3 separate regions of the Mus musculus genome follow, and regions 2 and 3 are each linked to region 1. The links are chromatin contacts, called in public HiCAR-type maps. All regions are on one chromosome and are shown on one strand. The core of a region is the stretch at or near the end of the contact, and the rest is flanking DNA. Distances in the headings are between cores, read along the strand shown.

Evidence for each region. HiCAR-type assays count read pairs that join an accessible place to other places.
Region 2: a HiCAR-type map of astrocytes shows a contact between it and region 1, with 7 times the contacts expected there. The contact joins the promoter of 1110015O18Rik here to the promoter of Pkia in region 1. A contact is called at or near these places in 2 of 115 datasets of contacts at active chromatin or transcription factors (astrocytes and embryonic forebrain).
Region 3: a HiCAR-type map of astrocytes shows a contact between it and region 1, with 12 times the contacts expected there. The contact joins the promoter of Pag1 here to the promoter of Pkia in region 1.

The regions. Positions count from the first base shown.
Region 1 is chr3:7,364,809-7,369,306 of GRCm38.p6, forward strand. Pkia (protein kinase inhibitor, alpha) reads left to right here and starts at 1,796. Exons shown (of 3, transcript NM_008862.3): 1 at 1,796-1,944.
Region 2 is chr3:4,796,836-4,801,333 of GRCm38.p6, forward strand. It overlaps 1110015O18Rik (RIKEN cDNA 1110015O18 gene), which reads left to right and starts at 1,873. Exons shown (of 4, transcript NR_045272.1): 1 at 1,873-1,987; 2 at 2,642-2,728; 3 at 3,796-3,922.
Region 3 is chr3:9,831,922-9,836,419 of GRCm38.p6, forward strand. Pag1 (phosphoprotein associated with glycosphingolipid microdomains 1) reads right to left here and starts at 1,758. Exons shown (of 9, transcript NM_001195031.1): 1 at 1,290-1,758.

The sequences.
Region 1 (4,498 bases), core at 546-3,045:
GCTAATGCCAGCCACATATTAGTGAAACTAAAGATGTTACTTCTCAGCCTTATTCTGCAGTTGTGAACGAGAGGCATATACCTCTATGATGCAAGCTAAGAATCCAGCAATCTGTGATAGGAGAAAGGGCTTGATTTTATGAAAATGAGTGCAGAGATGCACTAAGCTGTCTCAAATTTCAAGTGTATACATCCTGCACTAATTAATCCTGCATTAATAATTCTCAGAATTATTAATTTTGTTTTTTGTTAACTCTGGTGGCTCTATTACTGACTCTCTTCTGGAATTGATAGAGGAGTATGAAGTTTTTTTTGTCTTTTAGTTTCTTCCTTGCCCTTATGCTGGACAGATTCCCAGGGTAATACTGGCAACCTCTAATGATGCTCACGAGGAAGGCCAAGATATGAGGAATGAGGCACATACACTGCAGAATACTAGTGATAAGGAAACTCCCTGCTTGGAAATGACTTGCTTGGAAAAGAAACCCTGGCCAAGCACCAAAAAGAGAAAATCCTAAGCTGCCTTTCGCCCTTTGTACTACCAATCACCTAACTGTTGGTTAGCCAGTACCTTGGAAGGAAGCAAAAGGAGATGTGCAAGATTTGTGGTAGCTCAAAATGACCACTCTTGTAAAAAGTTAAGTAAATATGTTCTTTTCCCAGAATTTGCCTCACTGCAAGGTGCGCTAAGAGATAGTCCTCTGATTGTTTAGAAAAACCCACTCAATGTCTCCGGTCCTTAAGTCTGTCCCCTTAATGCCGTTAAAGGTTAACTAATGATAAACTGCTAAACTGTGACTGAAAACTGCTCTTAAGAATGTATAAAAGGTGTGTGCTTTAGCTACTCGGGGTTGCTTCTATCCTGATTTCAGGATGACCCCAGCATGCTGGATCAATAAACCTCTTGTTTTTTGCATCAATCTTTGTCTCTGCGTCTCTGTGAGTGTGGGACATAACGGACCTAAGGCTTTTCGGGTCTTACAGACGCATGGAGGGAGAGCCAATTTAAGGAAGCAAGGACAAGAGGCTTGTGTGCATCCATGCTTAGTTTGTCACCAAGGGAAATTCTGAGAAATCCCTTGGGAGTTACAGGTATCTGCAGATGTGAAATCTGCCTCTTGTTTTTTCAAATATTATTGCTTTCACCCAGGCAGTCTAGCCCAAAAGCAAGGACTGTAGGGTACAAGGAGAGAGCTGGGATGCGCATCTGTCCACTAGCAAACAGAACTAAAATCCTGGAATGACCCTTCTCAGTGTCCTTGGGTGATTTCACTGCTCTCCTCCTTTCACTGGGTTGGAAGAACCCCATTCTATCACAATAGCAAGAAAATGGAAGTCCACAATCTTCAGCGTTCATAACTGTTTTTACTCTGTGTTAAAAATCAAATGACTCATGTTATGAGGGTTCTTAAAAAGGCCGGTTGCCCATTTTAATATTTTCGGAGTATATGACTGTTTATTTCAATAGACAATCATCCCTCAGATTCGGCGAAATGAACAGTACTGATAAGGAAGATGGAGAGGGTGGGAAACCTACACAGTCAGATGGAGCTATCCAAACAGCGATAGTGACAGGGGAGGGCGGAGATCAAGGACTCTCTGCAAAGAAGGTCTGTTTGCCCCTTCTGTTTTGTTGCACAATCCGGCAATGCTGCGGGTGTAAAATCGGTCAGAGAAAATCAGCCTCCACTCCGGGGAGCAGCGTCTTTCGGGTGCAGCTGGCAGACGCAATTCCTGGAACACAGAGCGGCGAGTCTCCCCCCGCGGTTCGCACCGAGTGCGCTGCTCCGGCGGGCGATGACTTCATGCAGCCAGCCTGGAGTAGCCAGCGGCCGCTGCAGCTGCAGGTGGGGCGGGGGCCTTGCGAGCCCAGAGCCCAGCACACGCGGCCAGGCGGGCAGGACTGCAGCCAGGGGCAGCCGGGACGCGTCTCTCCATCCTGAAGGTAAGCCGCTGACCCGCGCTTTCCGATCCAAGACGGCTTTCCGCCTGGTTGGGGCTAGCTTTGTAGGATCCGGGAAAGAAGAATTAACCCGCTGCATTCTACAGTGGGAAATGGAGCAAGGGAGTGAAAGGTTGATTAGCCTTGAATTGAAATGGGAAAAGAGGTGTTCGGAAGAAACAAAGGGGCTTTTCAGCCCCCAGCTCTTAAAGGCGACCAGCCATTTCCGTAGCAGGTTGGTTTAAACACTGATGACTATTAGAAATGTAAAACCGTCTGAATGTCCATTTAACCTTTGTGTCTTCTACTTTCCATCAGTCTTTCTCAGGCTTGGGAGGCGTGTGTCCTTTGAAGCAGTTAGGGCAGTAATCCGTAATCTCTCCCCTACACGTCCTCCTTGCTTCTCTGTCATCTCTGGTGTGATACCTGTGTGTTTCTTCTCTCATCTCAATGTCATGACACCTGCTTGCTTCAATACAGTTCCTTTGGGAGTCAGGGTGCAGTGAGAACTTCGCTCCCCTCCCGAGTTCTGCCTAAGGTGGGCTGCACTTGGCAACTTCTACCTTTATTTTCCATCTTCTCTGCCAATCAGCTCATTGATTTTCAGAGATGCTGTATCTCATCGTCTTTTTCCCTTCTTCAGTTCCATGACTGAGTTCATTAAGGACCCAAGAAGGGCTGTGCCTCACAGAGGGTTTCCCTTAACACACCCCTGTAGCTGTACAAAGGAATAAACGTCCCGCTTTCAGCTCCGGACAGACATGGTTTTCCCGAAGTGTTTTTCTTGCTGTCACCCTGGTTGGCTAACGAAAGGCTTGCTTGAGTGGAATAACAGAATATGTTGGGCTATGCAGACTGTTCTCTCTGCATACATGGGTACAGGAAAAGGAAACGGCAGTCTCTCCAAATATTTCTAGTTCAGCTGGGGTGTAAGAAAATTAGCTGTCAGAGTTTAGTGTAACCATTCCAAAACCAAGTAGTGTGTATGCCTCAGGTTTCCTCAGTAACCCTAAGCTGGGGCTTTCCTGTTGGCAGACAGAAAGCCAAGGTGACCCCAATCTCAGACTTTGATTATTTGAGCATGCCCAGGATTGTCTCCTTATGTACAGGCTCCTCATACCCTCACACACATGAGCTACCCCCACCCACTACCCTTTCCACCCCCAGCTCAAGCCCTTATTCTCAGCTGGGGACATAAGTTTGAGTAAGATATGAAGCAGGTAAGATGGCTGTAGTGGGTGGCTCAAATGTGTGCCTCAACTACAGAGTAGTTGCAGTAAACTGGATTGTGTGGAATCTGGGGGCCAACATTCCGTATATAAGAAGAGCTGTCATCTCCATACTTGAAGATGACAGTATGTTCGACTCAATGGCCATGCCATTTTATTCAGTGAAAAGGTAAATCGGTGAAAATCAGGAGGGCCTTTAACCTACAAATGACAAGTGTGCCTGTTTCCCTTCCCAGTGTTAGAGATTCTCTGATATCAGGCTAATTCTTGTGTGTTTACTTGGTTTAGAAATTCGCTTTAGGAAGATCTCAGTTTGCTCCTTTGTTTCCAACTGCAGTATCTGGGCAGAAGGACAGGTTGCCCACTACAAAACAGCCCGCTCGAGGAACTCTCTCTGGGGTTTCCAGGAACTCAGGTTATTTCTGTTTGTGTATTGTTGTTACTGTATCTTGAATATGTTTTTATTTCACACATTAAACACTTGAGATTTCCTAATAAAGGAAACTAAGAATAAGATTGTAAAAGTCCTCACTCCCTCACCTTCCCTAATTTTAAAATACTTAATGAATCAATTATTTTTCTGAAAAATAACTGATGATATATATATATATATATATATATATATATATATATATATGTGTGTGTGTGTGTGTGTGTGTGTGTGTGTGTGTATGTAATTCTTTTTAGTAAATTTGACTTCTAAATCAAAGCCCAATTATATAATGATCACTTGATCCTACAGGGACAGAAAAAGTCCCTATGATGTTCTGATAAGAGAGAGGTGCCTGAGAAAGCATCCTATATGTTCTGGTTGAGAGAGAGAGGTGCCTGAGAAAGCATCCTATATGTTCTGGTTGAGAGAGAGATGCCTGAGAGCATCCTATATGTTCTGGTTGAGAAAGAGGTGTCTGAGAGCTACCTACGTGTTCTGATTAAGAGTGAGGTGCCTGAGAGAGCATCCTATATGTTCTGGTTGAGAGAGAGATGTCTGAGAGCACTGTGTTGGCAGCTATAAATTCAAAGGCTGTGTTATTTCCTTTTTGAGGAAACTGAAATATCTGGCAAGAAATTGCTTTAGTATCACGGGGATGTTGCTCAGTGAGCTGACAGGATGTCTGTCAATGTTTTCACAGTTGAAACTAATAAAACATGTGAAGGTACCTTGCAGGGAAGGAAGAAAACAACTAAAGAGGTATAGCTAAGGAGGACGTGGTACATAAGAAATGCTGATATGCAGCTTGTTGTAAACTATTTCTAGAAATATTTGTAAGTTCAGAGCTTTAAGCAGAGATATGTGCATGTGTACACACACACAAATGTACAGACAC
Region 2 (4,498 bases), core at 623-3,122, 2.6 Mb before region 1:
TGAAAGTTGCCTGCAATATTACAAATTCCAGCATACACTGAGGCTTTTTTTTCCCCATGCAGCAACAAGTGGCAGAATCAATGGTGTACAGTTATTCAGCAATGTAATTCATTTCACTGGGTTTGGCTTCTAGCCAGACTCGCCATCTGTCTCCAGCTCTCCCTCTCCTGGTCTCTCCCTCTCTTTCGCTTGAATTTGTCCTATTCTGTAATGTTACGTGCCTGTCATCCTTATCCTATGCCAGAGGTACACTGCCAGCCTCACCCCTTTTCCGGAGCGGAGTTCTCTGACTTCAGTGGCACTTGGGATATTCCACATCAATGGGAAGACAAGAGTAAAGGGGGGAAAAAGGAGTAATGCAATAACAATTATTATAATTATAATACTGTGGGATCCAGTTGCTCCTGTTTCTGCCTTTTATCCAAAGCCCGGAGACAGTTATGCATCACCCAGGAAGTTTCCCTGCTTCATTAGAATATCTTTGTTTTCTTTATCATACGCTGGCACCACACGCCAGTACACCACTCCATGGAATGCCTGCTGTTGGACACTTGCAGAGCTCTGCCACCAAAGAACCTCTTGCACTGGAAATTGGGTACTTCTCTAGGATCTTATGTGTGCTTGCTGTTTGAAGCTGCAGAAAAGTGAATAATCAATTAAGTATTGATTTCTTGTAAGATTTGGTAAATTTCAAAGGCAAGACAAAGAGGATGGCTTAAGGAAACACTGCAGGGACTTGGCGTAAATTAGACAACTAACGGAGATGCAGAATAAAATAACACCTCAAGTGAAGATTTCCTTGGAAGAATTAGCACTAGCTATTGGAAGACAACGGTGGATTTAATCAAAATAGAAGGCATGCAAGAATTTCACCCGTGAACGAGAAAAAGGAGCTAATTATAACCACCTTTTAAATGGAGCTAATTTGACTGAATGGATGCAAATGTGCTTTACTTATGGATGAAGAAACAAGCCTTTCTGCATGATCTTGGGATCATTTTATCTGCTAAGCATTGCAGCTCCTGTGCCCTTCTACACATTTTTATTTCCAGAGAAGGTATTTATATGTAAACAAGAGCTAACCATGCAAAAGATTCATCCATCGGGACAATAGACTACGGTATATGAGCTATAATTATCACTTGCAGACTCTCAGAATCTCCTCTAACTTGGGGCTTTTGCAATCTTTGCATGCAGCATGTTATGGTAATAAATGAAAGGTGATGCACTGTTGTGATTTTTTCGATGTATATTTTATTAATTTTAGACTTTTAAATATGTCAATTCTGGATTATATGGCAATAAATCAATAATGAAAGGAAGGGAGTTGGTGTGCAGGGTGGTATTAGGCATTAACTGTCTTCTTAGAGATCAAAATTCCACCAACCCATAAGCTCTTTAATTATAAAAGAATGATAAATTTTTGACAATTGAAGGATTGGTTTTATAATGGGAAAATGTGTTATAATCAGTAAGAGAAGAATATTATATTTCCTCTGTATTTGGAATGTTCTTGACTGGTTAACTTCTCTGTTGCTGAGGAGGAGTAAATAGCGTAGAACAGGCAATGAGAAGGGTATGCAGTGACAATGCATTGTGCCTGTACATCACCACCTTTCAAGCTCGATGCCTGTTAAACATTTGTTTCCATTTCTATTTTTCTTCTTTTCATCCTTTCTGTCTTGCAATTGACATTCTCTGAGCACCCATAGGAACCAAGTTACCTTAAGCTTCAATACAAAGACCTTGTAAGAATAATGAATCCTCATTTGCATAGACATTTGTATTCAGATTTGCCAGGCTATAAACTTGGCAGATCAAGCAGAATATTAAGTAGAGGGTTCCTGGTAAACTGTTGCTCTTAAAATTGCTAAGTGCTCTCTCGCCCTGCTTTCCCTCTCCTCTGTCACTGCAGGTGAAGTCTTCTTATGAAGTGGATTTGCTCCTTCATCTTTCAGTACATGATGTCAGTCTCAAGCAATAGCAGGTATTCTAGTTAAAAGGACAATATGAACTGTGATGTAAATATTATCTTTCCTGGCCAGAGATGAGAGAAAGTTTTTAAAATAGAGAAAGTGGTGGATAATTAATACATGTGTGTGTGTGTGTGTGTATATATTCAAATATTTATATATTCATATGTATAAATTAATATTTTAATCCTGTCTGGCATGTTCAAAAGTTGGAATATGTGTTTTAAATCTCCTAAGGGACATAGCAGAACAAAGGCAGCTCTTTATTCTGTAAATGATTAAATTGTGCCATTGAGACTCATCCTTGATGGGCTGCTCATGCCATTCTTGAAATGTTTGAAATGCCTTATTACAGTAAGTCAAGTCATGGATAGACGTATGTAATTCTTTATTTTGCTTGGTTCTGAAAGAAAATGAATAGGAATGATTATGGCTACTTTTAACAAACTAGAAATATGTCCTGTAAGGTCATGTCTATATGGCAGCAATAAATGAAGTGAAAAATGTTTATTTTCATTTCCCTGTTCAGTCCACTCTGTAGTTCAAAACAAGTGCGTGATTAGGAACACATATGCAGGACTTAATTTTTCATACATTATCAAGTATTTCGGAATCTTGTGAACAGAATATAAATTGATGACCTATTAACAAACTCTCACTTCTTGAAGGCCTTTTATTTCCCAGAAGATACTCATCACTGTGGGCAAACTAATGACACATGTTAAGGAATTCAGTCTTATGGAAATCATCTAAAGGTACTTTTTCAATGGTTTTTCTCTTAAGTTCTATTTTCAAAAACATGTGCAATATAAATGATGGTATGCAGACCGGGTTTATCATACAGGGTTTCCTTTGTGTTATGTGGTGGGGAATTTCAAATTTGCTAAAATTACCCTAAGCTACTGATTTAAATAACTATTACTTGAAGTACAGATAAGGCTCACTTTTATGTAGGAAAAATAAGAAAATATGTACTAAATGATACTAGATTTTTTTTGTGAGGTCAAAAACATGCATCATCAAATATTGTGACTGAAAAACAGAACAAACACCAAAAGCTTGTAAAAATATATCTAAGAATTATTGGTACCATGTGTATTAATTAATTCATTACAATGTATAATATTCTAAAGTAAGTTTTAGTTGTCCTTCATAGGCTAACCACTTTATCATCTAGAAAGAAATAATATAAATTGTGGCTTTGGTATAAATTATAGATTTGTATTCTAAAGTCTTACTATTTACTGAAAATAAGTAATTTGATATTTTTATGAAATCATTCCCACACTGGAAAATAACACTAACATCACTAATTTACAAAAAAAAAAAATGTCATATATACTGTTTTGTGAAAAAGTAGTTTATTGTCATCAAGTTGCCTGCATAGTAATTGTGGATCTAACTAGACAATGTTTAAATGGACTTCTCCAGGGGTCTTAATGAGAGCAAGCTGTAATGATTAAGAACCATCAATATCACAACATAGTGCAAGCAAAGGCTACAGCCTATCACATCAAACAAAACATCAGCCTGTGTTTTTATTAAAATATATGGGATCTTTCGTATAGATTAGAATTTTCATTTAATATGTTATAAATGGTATATTTACTAATATAGAAGAAATTATGGACACTACTAAAAGTAAGAATACTTCCAATTCCATTCAAGAATATACACATTCATTACAAATTCAAATACCATTAGAAAAGAACACATTTATATTTACACTTTTCTTCACCACTGCCCATCAATTTGAATCTGTCTTCTATAATAAATGCTAATGATGTAGTTAATTACATCTGTGTGTGTACTTACAATGCAGGTTTAGAAATTAGCCACTGATGATCTCTATCAAGAAGAAAGACTATGCTATCCTCTCATTTGCCTTCTGAACAGCAAGAATGAAAATTCCAAAATCATAGTGGGTTTTTCAATATCCACACAGAAAAGTAAGTGTCTCTTAGGTAAAGGTCTTAATATGTATGAATTATTTTCTCATCTTTCTACATAGGAATGCAAGTGGATATATACAATAAATCAGAGGTTTTCAACCTATGGGACCTGGCCCTTTAAAACTGAATATAACTGTCAGGTTTTCCCTACCATAACGAAACAGCCTATACTCAATAAATACTAAGGTTATTTTAGACAGACATGATACTCAAGGATGTGGAGGGGATGCTAGGGCAAGCTAGGTGTTTTGTGGATAGATTAGAGTAGCAGAACCTGTATTTATTATCTTGAGAACTGGGTTTTGCTCTATATAAAATCAACAGTGTTACAGTAGTCATTGACTGCAGACTTTGAGTTACTCAAGAGGCACTCAAAAATGGTGATACTTGTGTTATAATCCTCAGAAGCTACAGGTCTTCATACCATAGCACCATAACATTCAAAGTCAGCTCAAGACTTTGACTTCTACTGCAAAGGAAATATAATAACACTTGATCAGTTAAATTTTCTTTATGTGTTTCTTCTGAAACCATAAAGGTGATTTTTAAAAGAACTCTTTCTAATTATTAAAA
Region 3 (4,498 bases), core at 508-3,007, 2.5 Mb after region 1:
GCAAAGCTGGTACTCTAAATATTATCTTTCTTTATAACAGTCACTGCCTATCAGTCACACAGCAGGGCTGTATGGTATTTCAAAGAATTCCTTTTACAAATTTAATCAACTCAAGTATTAAACATCAATGGCATTAATCCATTGCTCTGCTTAAAAGGAATCTCTAGGGGCAGCTGAGAATGAAAGGTTAAAGATTTCTACCCTTCAAAGTAGGCCACTGTAGCTACCTATAAATCATGCTCTTTGTTTATTAAGATAATTAAGGCCATCAGTGCACTTCACTTTCAGACTCAACAATTGTCTGGTATGAGCAAATCTCCACTTTTACTAAAACAAAAGGGGATGTGTTCTAAAGAGGGTTCTGTGCATGCTCTCTGTACAATGTATGGTATTTTAAAGCATGATTTATGTATCTAATTCCTTGAACTGCCTTGAAAAAAATACACCAAGTTCTTCCTCCCATGCTCCCTATTAGGAGAAGACAGTCTAATTTAAAGACTGCCCTGTTTCTGACTACGAACCACTATATCATGTCAACGTTTTTATTAAATACGGCTCAAGCTGGACTTGAAAAAAAAAATGGAGTGAGTAGAGGCCCAGATGCAGCCCCTGCAGATGCAAAGGTACCCAGCCAGGAGGCTTACATAAGAGATGCAGGACAACTCAGCCATCCTCGGAATCCTGTTTCTTTGAGACTTGCCCACATTCTTAAAGCATATGAATTAAAACGCATAGAGCACTTTTCTCATTTTCTATGCCTTGGAGCACAAAACACTCATTTGACACATAAGTTGTTTTTCCCTAAAGGGCTAGGCTCCAATTATGGGAGGTTGGCAACTTCTGCCTAAGGGAAGAGTGAAGTGGGATGTGCAGAAAGCCTGCAGGCCCGAGCAGCAATGTCTCAGCTTCTCATCTCTGTGCCAGTCCTCCGAGGGGATGGAGGGGATGTAGGCAGAGCTTCCTAGGATGGAGGTGGCTGACGTCCCTGACCCCACGCGGCGCAAAATCAAGGAGCTCAGAATGTGCAATTTAGCGGCGGGCCAAATGCCCTCGGAGCACCTGTCTCCCCTAGCACATTTCCAGCTGGCACATTCGGGAGAGGCAGGAGCCAGCCCTAGACTCCAGCCTTGAGTCTTCGAATGCCATGCCCCATCCTTTACAGTCCAGTACGCCTTCCTCCAGCCGCAGCCCCGCTAACGGGAGGTAAAACCTCGGCCTGGAACCACAGGAATAAAACGAACCTGTCCTTCCCACGCTGCCCGAAACTTCAGAAACTACAGTCAACTTACTGGTTCGCAGAGGTCTTCTGGGGCTCCAGAGCTCTAAAAAGCGCTGCAACTCCGCTGCTCGCAGCCGGGCTGGCCCGCGGTGGGCAGTGGTAGCGGGCGCAGGACCCTCCTGATCCTCGTCGCCTCGGTTCTGCCGTGCCGGGGGAGGTGCGCTCTCCCGGGCGCACCGGGCGGCCGCAGAGACTCGGACTGCACCGGGAACCCGAGCAAACGCCGTCGTGGCCGCCAGCCCTTGAGAGCTGTGCTCGGAGCTCCGGGTGCGTGTCTCCCTCTCTGAGGGAATGCGACACCACGGAGTCCCCGCACGAGAGGCTCCAGAGCGCTGCAGAGTCACCAGTCCGCCCCGGAGGAGCAGTCACAGCACCCGCGCGCCGGGCGGGAACCGCAGTCCGCACTGGCCGCCGCGCCGCGGAGAATGACAGCGCCGAGGCGGAGCAGCGCGCGGGACTCAGTGCGCATGTTCGCGACTGCTGCGGCACGTCACGGGGGCGGTGCCAACGGGCGGGGTTGGGCGGAGCGAGAAGGGTGGGGCGGGGTCGGGGGGGGGGTTGCTGCGAGGCTAATGTGGCTGCCAGCTGCAGGGCAAGGAGCTGGAGCTTCGCAAAATCAGGGCTGGTGACCAAAAACTCTGTGACTGAGGTTGTCTCCTTAGCCCATTGTCCCTTAAGAAGCAGTCTATGGGGAACTGCCTTAGGGTCCCAGGACAGCCTGCAAAGGTCAAGTTTAACCCAGATGGTTGCTTAACCTTCAAGGACTGCAATTTGCAGGACACCTTTCACTTTGATCTGATGCAGAGTAAGAACTTGAGGAGCTTGTAGGAGCCCTTTGTCCTGGCTGGACTCCAAAGTAAACACAGGAGACTCTGAGAGGTGGGGCCCAGGTATGTAGGTTGTAAATAGCCTTGCCCAAAGCTCCCCAAGAGAATGTGCTGGTTGTATGGTAATACAACACTTGCCTACGCACATTCAGAAGGTCTGGAGGATGGGGAATCCCTATTCCAATAGGGTCCAAGACTATTCCAGGGCTGCAAGCCTCCCACACCCTGTTCTTCCTTGCCACTTACGAGGACAGAGACCCCAGAGCAGCTACTGGCGTGTGGGTCTGCCTGAGAATCAGGTGAAAATGCTTTTAACTTGGAATTTCCAAGGCGTATCCACTATGGTTCGGGTTCACCCACTGGGCACTGGGGGAGGGAGTGGGAGGGGAGATTGTGTGGGGGAGTGGGGTGGGGTGGGGAGGACTCGAATATTGCCTGGAACAAGCTGCAGATAAATCTGACAAGGGTTTTGTTGGCCTTGAATTTTAACTTATTAAACAAGCAACCCGGAAATGGGGATAGACAGTGTGGAAACAAATAACCAGTCCAGATGTGACACTCAGGACTTCTGAGCCAAGTCCACTGAACTCTAAACCAAACAGTTATTTGTCTGACAAGTTCATTTGTTTTCTCTAATGGGGAAGAACAGGCACGAGTGATATTAAACATACACACATTCACTCAGGTAGTGTGAAGTTGGCTGGATAAAAACGGCTCATTAGGAGCAAAGGGGTGGGAATAGGGAGTTGAGTAAAGGAGAAAGGAATGTTAATACGTTGCAGAGGAGGATGTGTAGGAGATATTAAACTCAGTCTTCAGCTTGGAAAGGTACTTTGAGAATAAGGATGCAGGATCCAACTTGGCTGGATTTAGAGGACGGTGAGAGGTTCGTTGGTTTGAGAACTTATAAAGGTCTGGATTTCACCACCAGGCTGTACTAGTGACTTTTCTCATTGCTGTGACAAAATGTTTGGCAACAGCAGCGACTCAGGGAATGAAGGCTTTGGTTCGAGCCATGCTTTGAGGGTCCAGTCTACCATGGCGCAGAAGGCAGCAGCGTGAGGAAGTCGGTCACACGGCATTGACAGTCGGGATGGATGAGAGGTGTTTAGTCCTTTTTATTCCAATATCCCAGTCCATGCTATGGCACTGCCCAAGGGCAGCAAGAGCCTCCCCTCCTCAGATAAGCCTCTCTGGGAACACCTTTCCCTAAGACACACCAAGTCCTGTAAAGCTGACAAGATTAACCACCACAATGACTTACCTCATTGAATCCCACAATGATCTTCTAAATTAGATATAGGAAGTTATTGTATCTATTTTTTGCTCTTAAAAAAATGCATTCTGTGGGGCTTAGTTGATGCAGTGCTTGCTGCACACACAAGAGGACCTGGATTGGGATCCCTAGAAAGGGACCACTTACAAAGCCAGATGTTGAAGCCACATCTGCTATTTCAGATCTGGGGGTGTGGAGATGGAGCGATCAGTGGGACTTGGGGACCAGGCTCAATCAGGGACATCCAGGTTCAGTGAAAGATCCTGACTCAAAAATGAGGTGCAGAGCAATTGAGGAAAGCACCCACTATCAAACTCTGGGCTCTCCATGTGTGCTCATGCACACACATGATCATGTATATGCACATATGTCACACACACAGCAATCAAGTCAAAGAATAAGCACCAAGAAGAGAACGCCCACTGAGCAGGTACGCCATGCTCTGGCTCCGGTGTGAGCAAGCTTCAGGTAACAGGAAATGACTGGAATCTTATAAAGAAAACTCTGCAATATTTTCCACATAGTTTGAGAGACTGTGATTGTTTGAATATGCTCTGCCCAGGTTGGTGGCATTATTAGGAGGTGTGGCCTTGCTGGAATAGGTGTGTCACTGTGGTTGTGGGCTTTAATACCTTACTTCTAACTTCCTGGAAGCCAATATTCTGCTAGCAGCCTTCATATGAAGATGTAGAACTCTCAGCTCCTCCAGCGCCATGCCTGCCTGGATGCTGCCATGTTCCCACCTTGATGATAATGGACTGAACCTCTGAACCCATGAGTCAGCCCCAATTAAATGTTGTCCTTATAAAAGGTGCCTTGGTCACAGCAGTAAAACCCTAACGAAGAAAAACACATTGCGAACTTTTTGAGTTAGGAAGGCTTTCATTTTTTCTAAGGAAGAAGTATGTCTCTTGTCTCCATCCCACTTTGCAGCTTCTTGAATTAGGGCTGCACAAAGTGGTTTCCAGAGCATCAGAATCCTGCAGTTACCTACACAAGATTGCCAGGGATTTAGAAGGGCAACATTCACACTCTCTGGGGACAAGTGCAATTACCATCCTCATTTCACACAGGAAGAGTGAACGAGGAGAAATCACTGATTCAGTCTCTTTCCCA